Regions from separate parts of the Hordeum vulgare genome. Here region 1 is linked to region 2. Evidence: chromatin contacts called from public Hi-C data. All regions are on one chromosome and are shown on one strand. Each heading gives the region's core, a stretch centred on a gene start, on an enhancer-like site or on the middle of the called end of the contact. The rest is flanking DNA. Distances are from core to core; before and after follow the strand shown.

The links. A called contact is a pair of places that touch in the nucleus more often than the background predicts.
Region 1: a Hi-C map of leaf shows a contact between it and region 2, with 2.2 times the contacts expected there. The contact joins the promoter of LOC123428369 here to the promoter of LOC123428364 in region 2. A contact is called at or near these places in 2 of 6 Hi-C or Micro-C datasets (leaf and seedling).

The regions. Positions count from the first base shown.
Region 1 is chr2H:648,390,017-648,394,547 of MorexV3_pseudomolecules_assembly, reverse strand. LOC123428369 (anamorsin homolog) reads right to left here and starts at 3,201. Exons shown (of 7, transcript XM_045112567.1): 1 at 2,832-3,201; 2 at 1,808-1,968; 3 at 1,624-1,719; 4 at 1,382-1,541; 5 at 1,150-1,286; 6 at 818-892; 7 at 369-706. The coding sequence starts at 2,964. The coding sequence ends at 668.
Region 2 is chr2H:648,073,254-648,077,675 of MorexV3_pseudomolecules_assembly, reverse strand. LOC123428364 (sacsin) reads left to right here and starts at 2,526. Exons shown (of 14, transcript XM_045112564.1): 1 at 2,526-2,922; 2 at 3,362-4,091. The coding sequence starts at 2,585.

The DNA.
Region 1 (4,531 bases), core at 1,952-4,451, 320 kb before region 2:
ATGCCGGCTTGTGCAAGATTTTTTTTATGATTTCCCCTTTGTGTAGGGTTGAGTTACCCTATATCTGGTTGGGACCCATTTGTTATACTTCCTTTATTTTTATATAAAAGGCCGACTTCGTTTCTCGTGTCAACTTTGACTTATAATTTTGATCAACAAAATATGGATTGTGTTATAAAAAATGTATCATTGAGAAATTATTTCAAATGTGCATCCAATGAGATAATTTTTATGGTATGTAACTCATATTTTGTTTGTGGTCAAAGTTAGACATAAAAATATGAAATGGCCTTGTATTAGTACATGGAGGGAGTAACAATGATGTAGCACCAGTATAAACCAGATTGGAGTAAAGAAAAAGAAACATGTAGCAAAACAAAGTCTTTCCATCATACTGTATGTTTCACAGTCAAATTACATGCACGTAATCTTGTTGCCGAACAGAGAGGCGCACACACGATCCAACCCCCACTTTAACCTACGTTAGATGAGGGAACTGACTGCAAGGACACCGCGCACGACATGCTAGCACAAGCTACTACTCCAAACACACTCTTCTTCTGCTGTAATCGCCACCATCACCACGAAAAACCATACATAGATATATTCCTAAAGAACCAACAAATCGAACAAGGCGCATTTCATATCCGCGGCTTGTCGTCCGTCATCATATGTCGGCTGAGAGGAAGTTATCAGACAAGGTAACCTGGAGAGAAAAGAGAGGAGTCAGCAAGCATAGCGCGTCGAAAGAAGCTCAACCCATAACCTGGAGCTCTCTTTGTGAGTCTGGCTAGAGTGGAAGAGAGTACTTGGTTACCTTCTCGCCCAACTTGAACGGTGCCAGGCCTCTGTATGGGCAGGTGCTGCATCGGAACGCGTCGCCCAACCCACACTGAAATTGCACATTCACAGAGAATAATGTTAGATATTCAGTTGACTACCCGCATGCAACAACTAAAGGCTTGTTCGGTTAATCCCTCCCAAGAGGGAATTGGAGAGGATCGGAGGGGATTGAGGTGGAATTTGACTTGTAGGGGATTTAATCCCTCTAAATCCCCTCCAAACCCCTTCAAATCTGAAGGAACCGAACAAGGCCTAATGGAGATCACCAGTGGCATTGTATGTCTACAAAGAAGATATTGTACTTACACTGCCACAAGCTGACACAGGGTTATCGATCTGTTCTGCAGTCAGCCCCAGCTTCTCCACCTTCTGCTCAGCCTCGGCCCTGCCACAACTGCAGTTCTTGCATGCCTTCTTTGTGGCTCCCACCTCACAATCTCCAACTGATGAAACAACAGCCAACCATTTTATAGGCATCTAAACCTAAACTGAACATCTTCACAAAGTTAAACAGAGTAGGAGGGTTTGTTGGCTATACCAACTGGAAGCTGTGGTTTCTTCAAGTCCTCCTCGGTCAAGAGGCTGTCTTCATCAATCAGTTCGTCATCATCGTCAATTTCAATCTTTGGAAGAGCCCTTACTGCTTTCTTCAGGGGGAAGGATGAGCCCATACTCCAGGATGGCTTCTTTGCCTTGATCTGCAAGTGATCAGAGTCAAGACTCGTCAATAGAGAAATAGCATGCACACACAGCAGCCTTAACAAGGTGTGGCATACTCACGGTAACAGATTGCACGCTATCCTGCGAGCTTGTAGCAGAAGCTTGCACTTCAACAAAACCACCCATGAGTAGCTGGCGCTCGATATAATTGTTTGGCTAATGCAGAGGCAAATAGAAAATCAGTTTGTGCTGAATTTAACATTACAAGACAGTGGATATGAGCAAAAACAGACACATAATTTACCTTCTGATCAGTGGAGGGTGTGAAGCTCTGTACCAGCACAATTCCACCAGCTTTCAGCACTCGGCTAATTTCAGCAACCAACTTATCCCCAAAGCTCTCCACATTTTTTATGACAGAAAGAACAGAACCCACGGACGCGTCATCAAAAGGCAACTTCCCACCTGACCCGTTTAGACAATAAATGTATAAATCAGACTTATAACAAAATGAATTTTAATATTTTATACAAGGATATGGCATATTAAAGCATAGCATAATAAAAAACAAATCCAACTTACTAAACTAAGTGTTTACTTCCCCAGCTTCTGAGACACAATGGATGGTCTGTTGACACTACAGATTCTGACTAAATTACATAGTGTGTATGGGAAAACATTAAAGTACATCAATGGGTAGCCTCATAGGGAACAAATTTTCCCTCAATTTCTTTCGCAATTATAACGAAAATACCAACCTACTTTTTTGTTTCCCGTTTCTCAATTGGTAGCGAGTATGTGTTTTGTGTGTATTCTTATATTTTAAAGATGGACAGGTAGAGCGACACCTAAGAACTGGCCAATTAGCATGCAAGGCAAAGGTAAACTCTAATCAAGCATATCAGGAATTCAGAAGTGCGCATAAATTGATTGAAACTGAACTGCGGCGAAGCTGCAACACAAGACCAAATTAGGACCAGCACACAGGCGGTGCGCTGATAAGGAAGGGGCAACCCCAAATCTGATCGTAACCTATCCCTTAAGAAAAAATTACCACCTTAAGACCAAATTAGGACTAGCATGCGTAGAGCAGCGCTCGGGTTAGCAAAGATTGTCGTATACTCGTATGTAGAATAACTCGGGCTAGCAAGGGGCAATCCAAAACAAAATCTGATGGGAAACTAGTGCTCGAGAAATATCATCCGCCCTCTTGTCTGGTTTTACAATCTGAAAGATGGGCGCGGGCCCTAACCCTAGCATAGCGCGTACGCGCGGGCGCGGCGGCTTGGGGTTGGGTAGCACTAGCAGGGGGTGAAGGAGGGTGTTACCGAGCGTGGCGCACTGCGTGATGACGACGACCTCCTCCCGCGAGACCCCGGCGGCGGCCGCCAGGTCCGCCACCGCGCGGAGCGGCAGGGCCAGCTCGTCCGTCACCGCGAGCGCCGCCGCAGCCGTCGCCATGGACCGAACGGGATCGGGTCGGGTCGAATCGAATCGCCTGCGGCCCCTGCGAGCGAGAAGGCGGAGAGGGGAGGTGGGGGTCAGACGAACGGACGGCGATGGCGGCCGGACCGGATGGTAAAACGGATGGATGGATGGGTTGATGGATCTGAGGAGGCGGGGAAGAAGAGGAGGAGGAAATCCCGTGGGCGAGAGGGGAAGGGGAATTCGGGTTTTGGTCGCGTGCCGGCTCTCGAAGCTTCCGTGACGCGGCGGCGCGTTTTTTTCTTTTTCTTTTTTGATGATCGGTAATAAAACGCTTTATTTTTAGGGAGGTAATAAAACGCTTTATATTGATCATCAAAAGGTATTCAAGCCACCCATGGCGACCCCTGCCAAGCAAAACTGAAAATTTAACCAAATTATGAGCTTTCTTTTGTTTGTTTTTTTTCCTTCGTACTCCCTTCGTCTAAAATAAGTATCTCAACTATATACTCTCTTCGTCCTAAGGTTCTTATATTAGGTCTGTCCATAAATGGATGTATATCTAAATACTAAAACATGACTAAATATATCCATGTCTAGACAAACCTAAGACAAGAATTTTAAGACGGAGAGAGTACTAATATGTTGAGAGACTTATTTTGGAACGAAGTGAGTATACAATATCACGGACCTGAAAAAATATTTGATTTTCCTTGATCTCATTCATTTTGAGAGACTTATTTTGGAACGAAGTGAGTATACAATATCACGGACTTGGAAAAGCATTTGATTCTCCTTGATCTCATGAAAGATAGTGTCGTTCTTGCCACGAGCAGCATGCTTTTATGCCCTCCACTACCCCTTTGTTGTGGCATGCAATAATAATTTTGCGAAGATCTAGGTCCAAGGCTAGTGCTTGAGCTTTTCGGCAAGCTAAGGTCTCCAAACAAGAAGGGGCTATGATTTTAGTACATACCAACGACGAGGAGCCTAGGAACCGGCCTAGGTTGTCCCTCCACACAGCGGCGGCAGAAGCACAAGTGGTGTCATCATGTTCCCTCCAACAATGTTGATTTTGACCATACCTGCTATCGGAGGTTTCCACTTTTGGGGTTACCTGGTTGACGGCACACGAACTGTGTTATTCGTAACTTCTCTGATCTCTTGCAACTCTGATATGAAACACTACACAAAGAGGTGAGTAGCACGGTGGTTCTGGAAATTTGATTCGTGAATCACCTTTCACCTCGCTGACCATGTGGCCCAAACCGTGAATGGCAATAGCAAAAATTGATCATGTGAGAGTGCTTCAATCATCGCAAACATCCACTGCTTCGCTGATGGTTTGGTTGTGGCAATTAGATGTTCAGTGAGATCCTTATGGGTCAAGGCCCAAATGCATCTCGAAGACGAGCACTCAAGCAAAGAATGACGCCAAGAATCTGTAGCTCCGCATAACTGACAATTATCAGTGTGGGACATTTTCAAACGTTTTGCGAACATGTTCGGTGGGGATTGCTTGCTTTGATAGTCTCCGTAGGAAATTTCGAATCTTCCCGAGGACCTGCATATGCCAAAGCTTCTTCCATCGTCCTTCCTTTGC
Region 2 (4,422 bases), core at 1,277-3,776:
GGTAGCGGTCAGTGACGTCAAGAGGACCATGTGGGGGCGCGGCGGACATGAGGATTGAAGGGAGAGAAAGGGGAGGGGCGGAATACACAAGTGTTGTAGGTACCCTTGCGGCGAATGGTTTGGGAGAGGGGAGGGGAGGGGAGGGGAGATCGTGGCTTGGTGGTGGTCATGGAGAATCGGGAGCGAGGGACATGCGAGAGGATCGTGGTTTTTTTTTTACCGTGTGGAAGAAGTGCGAGACGTGAGGAAAGGGAGATTGAACGAAGTGAGGTTAGCTTTTTTTGCTGGATCGATGTCGTAGGGGGGAGGGAGGAGGTCGAACCATCACGACTGCAGTTCCCTCTTTAATAGTAGAGATTTGCATCTTTATGGAGTCTGATAGAGATGGTAGCTCGTCGTGTGTAGGACGAGTTGATCAAACCAACCACGAGCCGCACTCGTGCGCCTCTTGCGCTCCCCCAACACCACGCCGATCACAACATTTATATTGCATCAGTGAGCATCGGGACCCCTAAATCGGTCTTGGGAGCAGCATCACATTAATGTTTAGGCCAATCAAAATGCTCGGAGTGGGAGCACCAGTAAAGGCATGTACAATGGTGCTATTTTAGGAGTGCCATATATGATAGATGATGAGGTGGAGGAGAGAGAACTTAAAAAAAGGCCCCACCTTCTTTTACTTAAGAGAAGACAAGAGGTGATCTCTCAGCACAATATGTCTCATCATGTTTTTATGAATAGCTAATTATAGAAGGTAAGTCTAAGAGATGATTTATTATAGACTCTTTTTTTGATCATTTATAAATTATATATAAAATTTAAGATAAGACTATTTTATCAACCATTGTGCATGCCCTAAAGGTCGCCGGAGACGATGTGACGACAAAATGATCTAAGTGCGCTAATCGTACGTGGAGAGTCAAAATCGCCGTGGAGGCTCATATGTAGCAGAGTCTTGCTGTTTTTTATTATAGCTTAGATGTGATGTTACCATTCCTCCATTGAACAACTAATCAAGGTATTCTCTTCATGCGTTCTTTAATGTCCTTATTTTTTTAACGGTTCCTTAATGTCCTTATATCAACTACAACTGGGCACTCCAAAACGGCCTCAAATGCCCGAACGTACGGCTCGTTCATGAAAATTCGATCTAGATGGGCGCCCCAAACGTCCAGACTGACCGGCATCCCTCATATTCAACTTAAACATGGGACGGATATGGGGACGCCCGAAAGCGTCCAGTACGTCGGACTGATGATGAGATACCACGAGGTATTGCCTGAAAATCCAATGGTCCGACGGGCGTCTCCTTCGACGGGGTTGTGCGAACTCGGCGTGGCGCCGCTCCGGCTTGCCGCCCAAGGCCATATCCGGCTATTTAAGCCGGCCGACGTCCCCCAACCTTAACCCATCCACCTCCTCCCTCTTCGCATCGTCAGCCCGAACTCATCCATATCCTCCCTCTTTGCACCGCCAGCCCGAGCACATCCACTTCCTCTTTCCCGCTCTACCGCTCTTCCCACGCTCTCCGGTTTCATCATGGTCCGACAAAAAGATAACCACGTACGCCATGCTCACACGAGAGCACCGATACTAGATCAAGCAGGAGATCTGGGCGAGGCGCGCAACTCGCATTGCTACCGGGTTGCCTTTGGACTCGCCAGAGCCAAAGGAGAAGGAGGAGGAGGTGGCGGCAGAGGAGGAGGAGGAGGGAGACGAGCAACAGTCGACTTGAAGGTGGCGGATCCATAGGAGGATGAGGCGGAGCAGGAGCTGGCGCGGGCTCCGTGCTTTAACATGGAGGCCGTGGAGGCAGAGTTCGCCATCCCAACGGACAAGATGGCTGAGCAACAAGCCATCTTAGAGTCCATCCAGAATGAGGCCTATGTGGAGGCCAACCGATACTTCATCCGATAGGAGCGAGCGACGGCCGACGCTTTTTTCGCCAAACTCAGGGAGAAGATGGATGTGGAGGCCAACATGGAGGAATCGGAGCTGTAGATGTCGTTCATGTATCCGGAGCCGGGCACAAAGATATTTGACATCTTCAATGAGGATTGGGATAGTTGGTCTATATAGTACCTGGATTTTTTTCTTTCTTTACATGTTTTTGTAGGAATTTAAAATTTCTAGTATGAAGTATTCCGATGCAGATGAGCAAATTTGAGGACGGACCAATCACTGCTTGCACACGTGCCTGGACGGATTTGCCTCATCCGTCTGTACACGTTCTTATCAATAAAATAAAAAGAAACGCTTGTTAATGGGCCACATTACCCGGGCCAGCTGCTCGCTGCGTACCAATTTCGCCGGCACGCGGGTCCCACTCATCAGCCAGCAGCAGAATCCCGTCCCCGCAATCCCGTTTCTCGCTTCCCCTCCTCCAAGAAGAAGAAGAAGAGGAAAGCCGGCGACGAGTCAAGAGTCAAATCCCCGCGGCACCAACCACCTCCCCCCCCCCTCCCGCCGCAGCCAAACGCACACGAGCACGCCCAAATCGGCAACGACCAAATCCCCAAACCCTAGCGCGCCAATGCCCCGCTAGGCCCCTCCCACCCGACCCGACCCGATCGCCGGGCCGGCCATGGATCCGGGCGGGACGATGCTGCTGGAGGACTTCGGGCAGCGGGTGGACCTCACGCGGCGCATCCGCGAGGTGCTGGCCAACTACCCGGAGGGCACCACCGCGCTGCGGGAGCTCATCCAGAACGCCGACGACGCCGGGGCCTCGCGTGTCCGCCTCTGCCTCGACCGCCGCGCCCACGGCGCCTCCTCGCTGCTCGCCCCGGCGCTCGCGCAGTGGCAGGGCCCCGCCCTGCTCGCCCACAACGACGCTGCCTTCACCGACGACGACTTCGCCAGCATCTCCCGCATCGGCGGCAGCAAGAAGGCCTCCCAGGCCTGGAAGACCGGCCGCTTCGGGTATGTTCGCTACCTACGCTCTCTCCCTCTCGCTCTGCTTCGAGCTGCCAATTCCAATCTGAGCTTCCCCACTAGTAGAATTGGACTAGTGCGGCTTTGTGGTGTTTTGTGTTCTGATGCCATGACTGTTGCGATGTGCTCGAGGTGCATGATCACTGATAATTTGTAAGGGAATGTACCAATGTGCTTAGCAAGTTAGAGTGTTCCTCTGTTCCGTGATTAAGTTCAGTCTGAGTCCTGCACTTGTTACTCATTCTGCCATATCTGCATTTCTATCTGAAGCACAGATGGATGATAATGTTTTATTATAGTAGTTCTAGAAACCAGGGCCATGCGTTTAGTAAGTTGTTATCTATGCAGCTTCTGAAGCATGTTATTCGGACTGTTTTATTGATGCTCATGCCACCCCCGTAGTAACCCATGGTTTACGTTTCTGCAGCGTTGGTTTCAACTCGGTGTACCACTTGACCGACTTGCCATCGTTCGTGAGTGGCAAGTATGTTGTCATGTTTGATCCGCAGGGCGCTTACCTTCCAAATGTGTCGGCTGCAAATCCTGGAAAGCGCATAGACTATGTCAGTTCTACGGCACTTACATTGTACGGCGACCAGCTCTCGCCCTATCGTGCATTTGGCTGCGACATGAAAGCGCCATTTCAAGGAACCTTGTTCCGTTTCCCTTTGAGGAATGCTGAGCAAGCATCCTCTAGCCGGTTGTCAAGACAAGTGTACACGGAGGATGATATCTTATCTCTTTTCGCTCAACTCTACGAAGAAGCTGTATACAACTTGCTTTTTCTTAAAAATGTCCTCGCGCTTGAAATGTATGTGTGGGAACCTGATATGAGTGAGCCAAAAATAGTATACTCTTGTGCCTTACGATCACAGGATGGCAAATTGTCATGGCATCGCCAAGCTCTAATCAGGTTCTCTGGCACTTCTGCTGAATCCATTGAGCAGAAGATAGACTCATTCTCCATGGATTTTGTATCGGAGGCATTCCTAGGGAACAAGTTTGAGAAAAAGAGCCATACCTATTTTATTGTACAGGGAATGGCATCTGCATTAAGTAAAATAGGTATTTTTGCAACTGATGCTGCCAAGGAATATGATCTTCACCTACTGCCCTGGGCTTCTGTTGCTGCTTGCATCTCCAAAGTGGAGCCTGAGGTAATGCGTGATTCATTTTCACTTTACTAGCCCAGACTAGCCATGTCCCTGTAGCTATGTTGAAATTGCTTTTTGTTCAGTTTACGAACCATGGACATAATTTTTTCCCTTCGACATGTTTCCTGCTTTTAATCGACTCGTGATTATAGTAGTTGTTATTAATGCATGCCTTGTTAATGGAATGGAACCTGTGAATGTGATTGTGTGAACTTGTTTGTTTTCATCTGATTTTGCACTTAAACTAGCAAGATGTGTACGTGACCACATCTCATAGAATTGCAGGTAATTTCTGGCCTATTAGCTGTGGCTAATGTAGTGACCATTTCTTTCA